2 separate regions of the Mus musculus genome follow, and region 1 is linked to region 2. The links are chromatin contacts, called in public Hi-C maps. All regions are on one chromosome and are shown on one strand. Each heading gives the region's core, a stretch centred on a gene start, on an enhancer-like site or on the middle of the called end of the contact. The rest is flanking DNA. Distances are from core to core; before and after follow the strand shown. Region 1 has its middle 270 kb from the start of Zfat. Region 2 has its middle 490 kb from the start of Zfat.

Region 1 (6,985 bases), core at 2,856-5,355, 220 kb before region 2:
ACCAATTTCCCAATGACTTTAGTTTGTTTTTCTCTAAATGATCCACATTTCCCTGATTTTGCTTTGCTTAGTTTCTTGGTAAATGCAAGGTTTTGCAGTGAACTGTCTTGGCATTGCATGGATTTGCTATATAGTGTTGCTTACCTAAGAAAATAAATACATCTCTCGATTTCTCTCCCATGCTGTTAGCATACTTGGGCTGCAATAACAAAACCTCATAGGCTGGGTGGCTTAAGGACAACGAAAATTTAATTTTTATAATTTTGTGGACAATAAGACTAAGAGAATGTCAATTTGCTGTCTGGGGAGAGCCTGTTCGAATAGATGGCACATTCTTGCTGTGCACTCACAGGGTGTAAACAGCAATGTTCTCTGGAATCTCTTTAATAAGAGAACTAACCTTGTTCATGATGACTGCCCACATGACTTACTTGCCTCCCAAAGGCTCTATTTCCTGAACATGACCTTGAGAATTAAGATTTCAATATATGGACTTTGGGGACACACATTCTGACCAAAGTATATATGGCATTTGTCACGGTTTTCTTTCTTATTCCTTCATGCTGCTTCGTTTTCCCACTACTTGAAGAGCTACCCTTGTCCTTCTCATTTTTCATCCTTCAAGTCCCCTCTGATTAAAATAACTTATAATTTTATTTTCTACTGGGTAAAAAAATCTACAGAGTATATATTTAAAACATAGCAGAGGAGAAGACCTCAGAGAGTGATGGAGCAGAATATCTCACATGCACCTTTGGTCCCCACACAAACACAGGGGTGCACACCTACTCATGTGCACACACAGACACACACACAGACACACATTACACACTATTCCCATGTATGTATATACAAAATAAATACCAGGTGTGGCTCTATGTACTGGCTGGTTTTGTGTGTTATCTTGGCACAAGTTGGGGTTATCACAGAGAAAGGAGCCTCCAAAGGAGCCTCCCTTGAAGAAATGCCTCCATGATATCCAGCTGAAAGGTATTTCCTCAATTAGTGATCATGGTTGGGAAGGCCCATTGTGGATGGTAGCCTTGGGTTCTATAAGAAATCAAGCTGAGCAAGCCAGGGGAAGCAAGCCAGTAGGTAACATCCCTCCATGGCCTCTGTATCAGCTCCTGCTTCCTGACCTGCTTGAGTTCCAGTCCTGACTTCCTTTGGTGATAAACAGCAACATGGAAGTGTAAGCTGAAAAAAACCCTTTCCTCTCCGTCTTGCTTCTTGGTCATGTTGCTTGTGCAAGATTAGAAACCCTGACTAAGACACCCCATGTTCTATGTGCCCATAACATCACATCATCCTGCAACTATAACACTCACTGAATGTTGGTAATAACTCAGCAGTATGTGACTTCCTGATACAACAGGATGGCTTGCTTCAGTAGGACAGGGGTTAACAGTGCAGACTCAGTCATGACTATCACTCTAAAGGCTAAAGCTACTCTTGACAAGAAGGTAGGATCCTGGTAGAGCTGAATGCCAGATACCAAAGTATTCATAAAACACAATGGGGAAGTAACTAAAGTGGCTCTCCGATGAGGCAGTGATGGAAAGGTCTTCGGCTAATCCCAGATTGTGTAGCAGGGAGAGGTTGTCAGTGCCTTTGATTCTTCATTCACACTGCTTATATCCTGGTTGACTTGATGTGCCCCTGGGGAGATCAAGAGACCAAGCCTAAAAATATTGCTTTAGAAAACATGGCTCAAGGGCATATGAATGCTCTGGGTTTTGATGGAATAATAATCACCTGAAAGACGTTGTGTGAAAAAATAGATGGAGGAACCTTATCTGAAACCTGGGGAGGTGAGATAGTGCAGTGGCGTGTGCATGCGTGCATGTGTGTATGTGTGTGTGTGTGTGTGTGTGTGTGTGTGTGTGTGTGTGTGTGTGCATGCATGTTTGATAAGTCTCATGAAGGTCTAGGGGAGGGGTAGAGGGAACATTAGAGAGAAGCAGAAGGGGAGCTCCCAGAGGTGGGGCTTTCTAACATAGGTCTTGGAGGATGCAGTAAACCCGGAGGGTTTAATTAACTAGTGACTGAGTTGCTGTCAGGTTTTAGGCAGACATGGGGTATGTTAGAAGATCCATTGTGAATACTTGAGGCAATGGCTATTGAAAGGGGATGTGTCTATTGAGATATGGTGAATTTCTGGACGATGTCAAAAGATAGACAGTCATGTATGCTGATGTAGTGGGGATGGGAGGGAAAACAGGAAGCCCAGGGAGGGTTGAAACTCTGTCTTGAATGGCTAGAGGGACAGTTTCCATTTACAGAAACAATGAAGACTACGGAGAAGGCCAGGCCTTGGTGGTGAAGATCTGGAAAGTAGTTTTGAATATGTATTTCTGTGTTATCTGTACATGTCTAATGTCAAAATGAATAATATCCTGGTCTACACATTCTTCTGTAGCCTGATCTTAACACACAACAGAGCAGATTTTTTTTTCTGGTTCTGCTACATGCATACTGGGAATATTGATGAGCCTTAGCCTAGCTTGTATCCTGTGTCTACATTTCTTCATCAGAAAACAAAATTGCAATACCATGATAATCACATTTTCTGCTATCCCATTACACTTCTAGGGAATCAATGCGTGTAAAAGGATATTATTACTAATTCATGAAAATGTTGAATTTGACCCAAGGTTTGTAGAAAGAATAATTTGCACTTGTGGGAGTAAGCTTTGGTTATCAGTGGCTGAGAGGGGACTGCGTGGATAAGAGAATCACTGAGCAAATGAGTCTGCTTATCTCCTGGTTCCTCTTGTTCATCTCACATCACCGTATCTATTCACTATGACAGCAATATTTTCTAATTAGAAGATTCAGCATTCTCAGGAAGAAACTCTTGAGTGGCTAAGGTATCTGTGGAAATTCTCTCATTGGATCTGGGAGAAGAGAAGGCACTGATTTAAGCTGACAGTGATCTCCTCTGAGCCCAGTTATAAGTCAAGTATTGCTGAAGATGAGTAAAAACCACTAAAGCAATTACCAAGCATAGATTTTCGATAACTCATAAAGCAACAATAACAATGATATAGCTACCTCAGAAGTACTTTCCAGTCATGGCAAGATACAGCCCCATGGACAACCTTGTGTCTCAAGTAGTAAACATCTTTACCGATTTATTGTTAAAATTGGAAAATGTGAGATATTTCAAACTTAAAGAAAGCAAAAGTTTGCATTCCAGACTGTTCTCTGTTTTAAACATGTGTTGATATTTGATATTTCATTTTACTTGTGTGAGATATATATATGATGTATACCCATGTGTGTGCATAGCCTCTGGACATATGGAGGCCAGGAGAGGGTGTGTTGAGTGTCCAGATCTACCCCTCTATCACTCCTTGAAGGTAGGGTCTCTTGATGAATCTGGAACAAGGCTGGTGGCCAGCAAGCTGAACAATCCTCCTGTCTCTGCTTCCCATACCCCTCAATACTGGGGATATGGGTACAGCTACATTGACCTGTTAAATGGGTGGTGGGGATTTGAACTCAGGTTCCCAAGCTTGCACAGCAAACACTCTGACCCAGTCTCCCTTCCATCCACATTTTATCTTTTAGTCAGCTCAGCTGTTTTAAAGAATGGCAAGAGGCTGGTTTGTTCAGGTTTAATTTTTCACTGTCCTGGAGACCAAAGTCATTGGTCACAAATTTGACATGGCAAATGCTGGTGGTGTGGGGCTTGTGGGAAGGGTTTCTTCTGCATGGCAGACAGCTATCATTACATGGAAGAAAGTATGGAGGGGGAGGCAGGGAAGCTCTCATTCACCAACATTCCACACTCATTATCTAATTACCTCCCAGGGGTCAGATACAATTGCAGCCATGTTGGGATATGTGAACATTCAGTCCATAACACTGCTGTTTTGGCTTATTGTTTCTTAATAGGCTTATTGAATTTTATTTATATAACATTAAATTCACTCAGCTTGAATATACAATTCAATTATATTTAGTAACCTTGCCAAATGCAGCCATCACTGTAAATCAATTTCAAGACATTTTTTTTATCCGTACGACAAGATCACATGTGTCTATATTAATCCATGTTTCCAACCACAGCTCCAAGCAACCAGCACTTTATTTTTGGTTCTGTATTTTGCTTATTCTTGAGTTTCTTTTACAGAATTACGTAATATGAGGCTTTTTGTATCTGGCTTATTTCACTTAATGTCATGAAAATGAACCTCATCTGGTGCTGTGGCATGCATCATTATTGCATTTTAAAGTTGTTTTCTTATTAATTTATTTCTTATGTGTGTATACACATGCATGTCTCGATGTGTATGGATGTGGAGTTTGGAAGACTGGTTGCAGGAAGGAGACAGCTTTTGTTCTTCCATCATGCGGGTTCTGGGGACTTGTCAGGTCTGGTGTCATCTGTTTTTACTCAATGAGCCATCTCAATTCCTTATTGCTAAATCCTATTCACTTTAGTGAATACATTACACTTCAGTGATCTATCCCACAATTAATAGACACATAGCTTACTTGAAACTTTTTCTATTTGAACAAGACTGCAGTGAATATTCACATGCTATTCAACATTTTCCTTGCCCTTGAATAGAGAACTAAGAGTAGATCAGTGGCTCCTCTCAGGTCCGTGTCTAACATTCTAGAAACTGCTGGAATGTTTTCCAAAGTGTTTGCACAACGTCCTTATCACTGGTGATGTGCTATTACCCATGTTTCTACGTCTTCAGAATTCAGCTTTAATCCTTTTCCTGTATTATACTTACTCTCTGTGGGAATGTATTTTGCTGTGGTTTTGTTCATATCCCTATATTAGCACCTGCAATGTATAAATTAGCCATTTCATAACTGATGACACTTCTATGCATAATTTTCCCATCCTTTGATTGTTTTGTGTTATAGGATATATGTCGTTTTTGAAAATTATGGGTATGAGTCCTTTCTTGAGTATGAATTTTGCAAATATTTTCTACCAGTCAATTGTTTTATATGCTTATTTACTTACAACAGTCATTTGAAATTAAAATATTTGTCAGGTAGGCATATTTATTTTTAGTCCCAGCACTTGGGAGACAGATGCAGGGAGATCTCTTTGAGTCCTAGACCAGTCTTGTCTGTATAGTGAGTTTCAGGATAGCCAAGGCGACATAGTGAGAACTTGTCTCAAAGCTATATATATATATATATATATATATATATATATATATATGTATATGTATATGTATATGTATATATGTATATATGCGTATGCGTATGCGTATGCGTATGCGTATGCGTATGCGTATGCGTATGCGTATGCGTATGCGTATGCGTATGCGTATATGTATATGTATATGTATATGTATATGTATACACACACACACACACATACATACATACACACACACACACACACACACACACACACGTGTGTCTATACCTCACAGTTTAGGGATAATGGGCATGCACTGTCACACCTGGGTTTTTACCTGGGTGCTAGGAATCTGAACTCAGGTACTCATGCTTAAGCAACAAGTATTTTAACCACTGAGCTATCTCTGTAGAACTGTCCTATGCTGCTTTTAGAAGTTGATCTCATTCAAGCTTCTGAATCATTTTGAGTCATATTTGGATATGAGTGTGAAAAGTCTAAGCTCATTTTTATCCATAAGATATCTAATTATCCCGGATTACCTATTACTCAGTGACTGTAAATGGCAGTTTTTTTTTTTCCAAAACCAGTTGACTGTAAATATGAAGATTTATTTCCAGACTTGTCAGTCTCTCCCACCCACCCCCAGTCTCACACCATTGACATAACTAGCTTTACAGTAAGTTCTGACAGAGATGAGAGTTGTCCAACTTTGTTCTTTTTCGAAATTGTGTCCGTGATTCTGGGCGTTGTGTTAATGAGCAGATTTCTTTTTTCTGTTTTCAAGACTTTGTCTCCTGTCATCTTGGCTGCAGGAGCTGATGCAGGGGCTATGGAAGGATGTTACTTACTGGATGTGTGTGGATGTGGCTCTCTTTGAATTTACCTTGTTTAGAATTAGTCAAACTTCTCAAATGTGATGCTAAAGGTTTTTCGTCGGGTTTTAGGCATGCCTATCATTGTTTCAAGGTTCTTTTGCCCCTCTCTTTTGCCTCTCTTTCGGGAATATCAGTTATGCTTATCTTGATATGTTCATGCTCGTCCTCAGACTTCTCAGCCTCCTTTCCCATTTCTCCATTCTCTTTTTCCTTCTTGTTCAAACTGCAGAGTCCCAGTCCACTACTCACGGGCTCCCCTGACTGCTTTCGGCAATTTCAGTGAGGTAAAAGGTCTGTTCAAACTGAGGGATTTGCATTAGCTCAAGTAAAGACAAATCTTGTGAGTCAGGATATACAGGGACCTGCCAAGCATGTCCAATAACAAGGAACACCTGTGAATGGAGCCTTTAGGAAGAATAGCCCTGTCATCTGCTCTGGCTGAGGGGCTGTAACCTTTTCATGGTTTGTCTTAGTGAGAGTTTCTACTCCTGCACAAACATCATAACCAAGAAGCAAGTTGGAGAGAAAAGGATTTATTCAGCTTACACTTTCATGTTGCTGTTCATCACCAAAGGAAATCAGGACTGGAACTCAAGCAGGTCAGGAAGCAGGAGCTGATGCAGAGGCTATGGAAGGATGTTACTTACTGGCTTGCTTCCCCTAGCTTGCTCTCTTATAGAACCCAGGACTACCAGCCCAGGGATGGCAGCACTCACAATGGGCCCTCCTACCCTTGATCACTAGTTGAGAAAATGCTTTACAGCTGGATCTCATGGAGGCATTTCCTCAAGGGAGGCCCCCTTCTCTGTGATAATTCCAGCTTGTGCCAAGTTGACACACAAAACCAGCCAGTACATGGTTCTACATGATTGATTTTAAACATGACTACAGAGCTGCACAGAGGATGAGGTACAAAATTATGGTACAAAACCCTTATACTGAGGCACATTGTGTTTGAATAAATGCTCCTTAGCCTTTCATTCTCCATGAA
Region 2 (7,518 bases), core at 3,688-6,187:
CCAAGCAGCAGGTATGGAAGCAAGAGCTGGAAGCAGAAGGCTCACATTTCCACCACAAGCATGAGACAGAGAAAGTGAATTAGATTAGCATGATGTTTTAAAGTTTCACGTCCCACCTCTAGTGATGTACTTTCTTTGGCAAAGTCAAACCCTAGGGATCAAGCGTTCAAGTACCAAAGCCTATGGGGAACATGTCTCATTTGATCCATCACAGTAGCCAAGAGGAATAATAAATCAATGTGTTTTCTAAAGTTCTCATTACCTCTGCTGAGAGAGAGTGGAAGTGGCATTGAAAAACAGAGATGACAGAATTCATGAAGCCTTACTAGTCACTAGGCAAAGCCTTCTGGGGTTCTGCCTGTTTACAGGTGCAGCTGCTCTCAAATATAAGAGCCTGGGACTCTGAAGGAAGTGGTGACACATTGCCACCCAGGTGTCCTTAGAAGATTGATGGCATTCTGCAGGGCGCTGTTGCTGACTCAAATTAATCAATTTACTTAGGAAGAAGACACTGCACAGATGGAGAAACAGTGAGGTGCTTCAATGGAGCCTGAACTTTGGAAGAGGAGCAATAGGTACAGACAACACTGACTCCAGAGCCCACTGTCTGAGGCCTCATGCAGGTTTGGTTTCTTTCTAGATCATCATGGCATTGGCTCTCATAGTACATTGCAAAGATGCTCATGCAGAATGGTGAATTTTAGAAATGGTCAAAGCATGGTCCACCATAAAGCATCTATAAAACATGAGACACCCCTATTGGCCAGAAACAACTCCTGAAACTGTCTAAGGCACATAAGGAAAGTAACATGCAGGAGGCACTATGATGAACAACTTGGGAAGCTGCCCCAACCTGCTGATATGGATTCTTATGACCATCTGCTTATTGTAGATGCTATTGCTGAAGGTTCCCTGTTGAGTACCTTCTCTCTCTGATGGCTACCAAAGACTGTCCCAACCAACTAAGAATATGTAATGGGCTTGCCTGTCAGTTAGGGAATCAAAGGTCAATATCATTTGCTTCTCATCTCTCCTTTCAATCTTTTTATATTTCATTAAAGAAGGCTTAAAATACTATTAAAATAGAATAACAACTATAAAGACCTTCTGTATACCCATATCCCAGTTTTAATAGACTGGATTGTGGTAAATCTTCTTTAAGCTATTGCAGAGCCCCTTGCTCAAATTAGTGATGGTCTTCCAACCTTCAATATCTTTATGAAGTTGCTTGATGCTTCTGTTGAGTTTGAACCTTGAACTCCCTTTGTCCAGCCCCTCGTATTTCACTCCTTCCCAGTCTCTGATCCCCAGAGCATATCCTCCAACCCTCTGCTTTCTTGTCACAATCTACATCCTGGATTCTGAGTTCAGGGATATCAGCTTCCAGTGAGTATGACACACCAAGTATCTGAGTCTGGCAAGAACTTTAACTTGAACTACTTCATTCAAATCTCTCAGGAACCTTACTGTGACTTATATTCCCTAGAGGGGTCCAGAGCCATGTGACATGTCCTGTTGATAAATTAATAACTGTAACAACACAGCAATGTGCTGTAGGATTTCTGCAGGTTATGTGATGCTATATGGTAAGATTAATTTATCTCAGAGGACAGATGAGGCAGCTAAAGGAGGAATGCTATCCCTTTGGGGATTTCTCCAACATTTCCCTACATTAGCATTCCTCATAGACATATACTCTCTGTTCTCAGCTGGTTTGTGGTTTTGTTTTTAATTTTTCATCTCAGAACCACAAATTCTGACTTTATCTCTTGAAATTTTTTGGATTTTATTCACTGGACTATAAGCTCATATTAATCATAAATATGTTTTCACTGTTTATACTATGTATCCCACCACTCTATTAGATATTATGAATTTCACTTGTCTGATATGTAGATATTTCATAGTTATCTGCCTTCCCCTTTTTCATCAAACATAAGCTCCACAAGAACAGAAGGCTTAGTCTATTAGGTTCACAGTTTCTATCTTCAGATCTAGCATATAGCAAAGTTAATCAGGTTTTAAAAGGATAGATAAATACTGAAAGAAAAGTTTGCCAGAAAATCCAGTTTTCATGTCTGGCTTGGTTGAATAATGAGGTTAGCTTTAAATTTCCCAGTAAGAAAGAGACAAAAATGTAACGTTTGTATTTGTCTTGTAAGCTTTACTTTTGTGAACAAAAAATCATATGAATATATTTGAAAAATGTAAATGTGAGAAGTAATTTGTTTGGGATTCAACTTTGATTAAGTCTCTAGCTTTGACCATGACTGTCAGAAATCCAGCTTTTAATTTGTCTTCTCCTAACCAGAGCTGAGCACTTTGAATCTTATTGCTTTAATCCCATAGTTATTCCAGAGATTTGGATTGTCACATTGGAAGGGAGGTGGTTTGGGGTCATGTGTCAGGTCCTTGTTATGCTTCAGTTACAGGAGAAGTAACAGTGGTTATGTATTGAGAGAGAGAAAGAAAAATAATTCTGTCTCCTCTGGCACCTATTTCTCAGCAGCACAGAGCAATCTTTCTGAATATAGCACTTCCTTGAGGACACAGTGGAGGTGTTTATCTCACCTCTTATACTCTGCATGGTAGGCAGCCTTTGTAAGATTTATCGGGGACCCAAGAAACTATGTAAGAGATGAGGAATAAGCAGGCTCTACAGTGATGCTGTCTCAATAGCTGGGAAGGACAAAGCTTGGGCTTTGCAGTTTTCTTCTTTAGACTCTGCATGGTAGGCAGCTTTTGTAAGATTTATCTGGGACCCAAGAAATAATCTAAGTGATAATGAATGAGCAGGCTCTCCAGTGATGCTGCCTCTATATCTCTCCATAGCTTGGACAGACAAAGCATGGGCTTTGCAGTTTACTTCTTGGAAACTATATGGTTTATATTATAGTTCATCAAGTCTCTTCTTCTCAAATGATGGAAGTTCCTGAAATATATAAATATTTAATATAAATTATTTAAGTAAAGATATATATGTATGTGTATATACATATATATTTTGGATGGATATAAATATATATGTGTGTGTATACATATGTTATATCTATATCTATATCTATATCTATATCTATATCTATATCTATATCTATACCTATACCTATACCTATACCTATACCTATACCTATACCTATATCTATCTATCTATCTATCTATCTATCTATATATATATATATATATATCTACATCTATAGATATCCAAGGCATCTCAGTTAGTCAACGGGGACTCAAGGGAGGGAGGGAGGATTGAAAAGAAAAAGATAATTAGACAAAACTATAACCTGACTCCAGCCAGTGCTGAGGCTGAACCAGCTTTATTTTTCCCCAGCCTGCTTTTTTTTCCATTTTTAATTAGGTATTTAGCTCATTTACATTTCCAATGCTATACCAAAAGTCCCCCATAGCCATCCACCCCCACTCCCCTACCCACCCACTCCCCCTTTTTGGCCCTGGCGTTCCCCTGTACTGGGGCATATAAAGTTTGCGTGTCCAATGGGCCTCTCTTTCCAGTGATGGCCGACTAGGCCATCTTTTGATACATATGCAGCTAGAGTCAAGAGCTCCGGGGTACTGGTTAGTTCATAATGTTGCTCCACCTATAGGGTTGCAGATCCCTTTAGCTCCTTGGCTACTTTCTCTAGCTCCTCCATTGGGAGCCCTGTGATCCATCCATGTGAGCATCCACTTCCCAGCCTGCTTTTATATCACTCTAGGTACAGCCAAAGAACATGGCCAGTTCTTAGATCAAAGACAAAGTCATCAAGCATAGTAGTAAACAAAGAGATCACACAAGAAAGTAATCAAGCAGCACCAAAAGTTTTCAACATAGATAGATAGATAGATAGATAGATAGATAGATAGATAGATTTTTTCAACACACACACACACACACACACACACACACACACACACACACACACACACACACATAAAACAGTTCCAGAGTTATTCAACCAATTGGAGACAGAATTATGGTGTCTTCACAGACCTTAGTGCATTCCAAAGCAGGCAAGTGTCAGGCCAGGAGAAAGTAGGAGAAGAAAAAGAGATATTCATCAAAGAGCAAGAGCTGAAGAAACAAGCAAGCCCTAAGCTGATGATGGTAGCAAACAAAAAGATATGTTTCATTTCAAGGCCGCTGGAATCTTCTCTGGAAGGAACATAGTTAATCAAAGAATGAATAACTGGATTGCAGAAGTATGTAAACTGCAGGATATCATAGGCTACACTTGATTTTAGCAGAAAGGTAAAGTAATTCAAGGAAAGAATATAAAAGAAGAAAGTACAAGTGATCGGGATTGTTTGCAAAGATGGAAGTTATAAAAGAATAATTAGACCCAAGAAAGAAGTTCACTTTCCTACCTTGTGATTGAGATTATTAAACATGGGCTTTTCCTTTAGATTTTAAACCATTTTCCTCCACCACCCCCTTTTCCCTGTGCCTGTTCCAAGCCATCTCTATTTACAGGCAATGTTATCAGGAGTCTCTCTGTACCTATAATCCACATTCATGAACACCAGTGGGAATAGAAAGCCGGTGATCATCAGGAGGAAAGTTTGCAGTAAGGAAGGGCTAGGTAAATGAGAGTGATTATCAAGGAGAAATAGTAGTGAGCAGAGTACTTCCCCTCTTGGTGTGATAATGAACACATATGCGATTAAATAAAGACAGGATGGTCAGAAGTTAATGATTTAATACAAAAATGCCCCCAAGGAAAACCCATAACACATAGAATAATACTAATTACAGTTTGAATATGAGATGTCTTCAACAGGGTCGTGTTTGAGGGCTTGGTCCCCAGCTGGTGATGCTGTTTGGGAAGGCTCTGGAACTTAATAGGAAGTGGAATCTTGCTAGAAAAAGTGGATCACTACAGGAGTGGCAGTGGGGGTGAGTTTGTCACTAGACTTCCTCAGTAAGTTCTCCTTTTTGGATTGCACATGCATCTTGTTTCTGCATTTATGCCTTTCCGACCATAGTGAACTGTCCCTGAAGACTGCTAGGATACATAAATCTCTTGTCCTATAAATCACTTGGACGGGGCACTCTGTCCCAGCAACACTAAGCAACTCAGACAACACCTAGAAGATGACCTTCCAGAGAGTTGTATTGTACACTGAATATTGAAGGCCCAATATTATCTTGGGAGTTTCATATAAAAGGGTCTCTGCTTTTCAGTGGGAGTCATGGCAGCTAAAGAGTTGACCGCAAATGAAAGTGCAATGTTTACATGTACATAAAGCAGATGATAAAGGGGTTGTCTGTAGGGAATTGGGAGATGTGAGTAAAAGTGGTAGGATCAACAGGGGACAAAGAGGTGTCACAGATATAACAGTCTCTCTGGCTTTTCCACAACAGAAATATGTGCATGTGTGCTCCCTTGGAAAGATGAAAAATGGATAGTGAAGCCATCTCCTATGTAGGGGATTTGAGACTTTTTTTTGTTTTTTCAAGACAGGGTTTCTATGTGTAGCCCTGGGCTATCCTGGAACTCACTTTGTAGACCAGGCTGGCCTCGAACTCAGAAATCTGCCTGCCTCTGTCTCCCGAGTGCTGGGATTAAAGGCGTGTGCCACCACGCCCGGCTGGAGATTTGAACTTTCCATTTTGTTGGTCACCTCAGCTTTTGTGCAGGGCTTCAAGCAGGTATATTTTCCTTTGACAAACAAAACAAAACAAAACAAAACATGTGACTCTTTTTGATTTTATTTATTTAGGATCTATTTTAATATTTTCATAATGTATATTCATTGTATATGGTAATCTATTATACAATGTCATTTTCATAAAAGCATATGTATGTTGAGAATAATCTCTCCCATGGCCCCTAGTCCTCTTTTCAACACTCCTCTCTATTAGTTTCCATATGTACCCTAGACAGTTCTGCTTTCATATAAAACATTCATACATGATTTCATGTGCCCATATAAAATCTATAGAGATATCTATATACAAGTAATAGAAAACATACAGTATTTAACTTGCTTAGTTTACCTAATTATTGAATCTGTTTTCCTGTAAACAATATAACTTATTATTTCTCCTTCCAGCAGAAACACCACCCTTTCTTTGTGCAGTCATCTGTTTTTAAGCATGTATGTTGATTATATGACTTAGCTATTGTGGATAGTGCTTCTGTTAACAATAATATTCATGTCTCTGTGATCATTTAACTTGGAGTTCTTTGGATAAGCACTCAGAAGTGTTATTCATACATGGAACATGTATTAGAAAACAAACTACCTGATGTATGTTCTATGGTCATGAGGAGTCAATTACAAGAGAACATTGCATCTCCAGAAAATCCCTTTGTGAATAACATACAATTTTATGAGTCTTGCAAATTGCTGACCATAACCAACCAAGTCTATATTTCATAGTTCCATCCTTTCTTTAGTAGCCTTGCACCTCTCAGATTTAACGTCTAAAATTATTTAACACATAGATATTCCAATCTTCTTGAAGACCCACTTGTGTCTGTCTTTCTTTCTTTCTTTCTTTCTTTCTTTCTTTCTTTCTTTCTTTCTTTCTTTCTTTCTTTCTTTCTTTCTTTCTTCCTTCCTTCCTTCCTTCCTTCCTTCCTTCCTTTCTTTCTTTCTTTCTTTCTTTTTTTTTTGAGACAGGGTTTCTCTGTATAGCCCTGGCTGTCCTGAAACTCACTCTGTAGACAAGGCTGGCCTCAAACTCAGAAATCCGCCTGCCTCTGCCTCCAGAGTGCTGGGATTAAAGGTATGTGCACCACCTCTAGATTTATATAAATGTAGCAAGAACTCATCTTTTATTCTGGATCATATCTGACAAGCTTCTAATACTGAATTATTCCTCAGGAGATATCTGATTATCCTACCCTGTATTAGTGACAATAGAGTTAGTTCGGGCTAGCCAGAATTCTGCTTCGCCCTGATGTTTTCATTACTACTTTTTGGATACAGATACTTAGCTTCTTGTCTATGAACTTTCACTTGCCCATATCTATTCAGAGTTGATGCCAGAATCACTGTAAAACCCATCATGATCCTCATGTATATGCACACACACACACACACACACACACACACACACACACACACATCATAACAATCCTAAAAGATAACATGAACTTTGTCATGTTGTCTTTATATCAACTTTAATGGTATTTTTTCCTACAAGTACTAACAAACAAACAAAAAATACCCTCAAATGTAAACAAGTTGGATGACATCTACTGACAAAGTTTCAGCATAGCAAATGGAATGATCCAAAAATGGAAAAGGCAGTCTAGTGAGTGGTAGGACATATTTATGAAAACACATACACAGCAGAATATTATCTAGAAGATGAGATCCTGTCATTTTCAACAGTACAAATAAACATAGATGACATTTTTCTAACTAAAAAAACCCATACACAAAAAGAAAAATATTCATTTATGCAAACAAAAAAGTGGTTGAATATGTAGAGAGAGTAAACAATGAAAGTAAGCAGATGGGTAATAAAAATAGAGGGACTTAGGCCAATGAGTAAAAAGATGCTGT

Evidence for each region. A called contact is a pair of places that touch in the nucleus more often than the background predicts.
Region 1: a Hi-C map of bone marrow-derived macrophages shows a contact between it and region 2, with 26 read pairs. The contact joins two enhancer-like sites. A contact is called at or near these places in 5 of 484 Hi-C or Micro-C datasets (bone marrow-derived dendritic cells, bone marrow-derived macrophages, cortical neurons and 2 more) and 2 of 115 datasets of contacts at active chromatin or transcription factors (differentiating embryonic stem cells and fibro-adipogenic progenitors).

The regions. Positions count from the first base shown.
Region 1 is chr15:67,986,926-67,993,910 of GRCm38.p6, reverse strand. No RefSeq gene overlaps it. Among named protein-coding and RNA genes, the nearest start is that of Zfat, 270 kb to the left of the region's middle. Within about 2 kb of position 4,105, at least 8 of the 459 cell types and tissues checked have an H3K27ac peak or open chromatin away from gene starts, as enhancers often do. A contact at or near this core is called in bone marrow-derived macrophages, where this site is marked.
Region 2 is chr15:67,765,225-67,772,742 of GRCm38.p6, reverse strand. No RefSeq gene overlaps it. Among named protein-coding and RNA genes, the nearest start is that of Zfat, 490 kb to the left of the region's middle. Within about 2 kb of position 4,937, at least 6 of the 459 cell types and tissues checked have an H3K27ac peak or open chromatin away from gene starts, as enhancers often do. A contact at or near this core is called in bone marrow-derived macrophages, where this site is marked.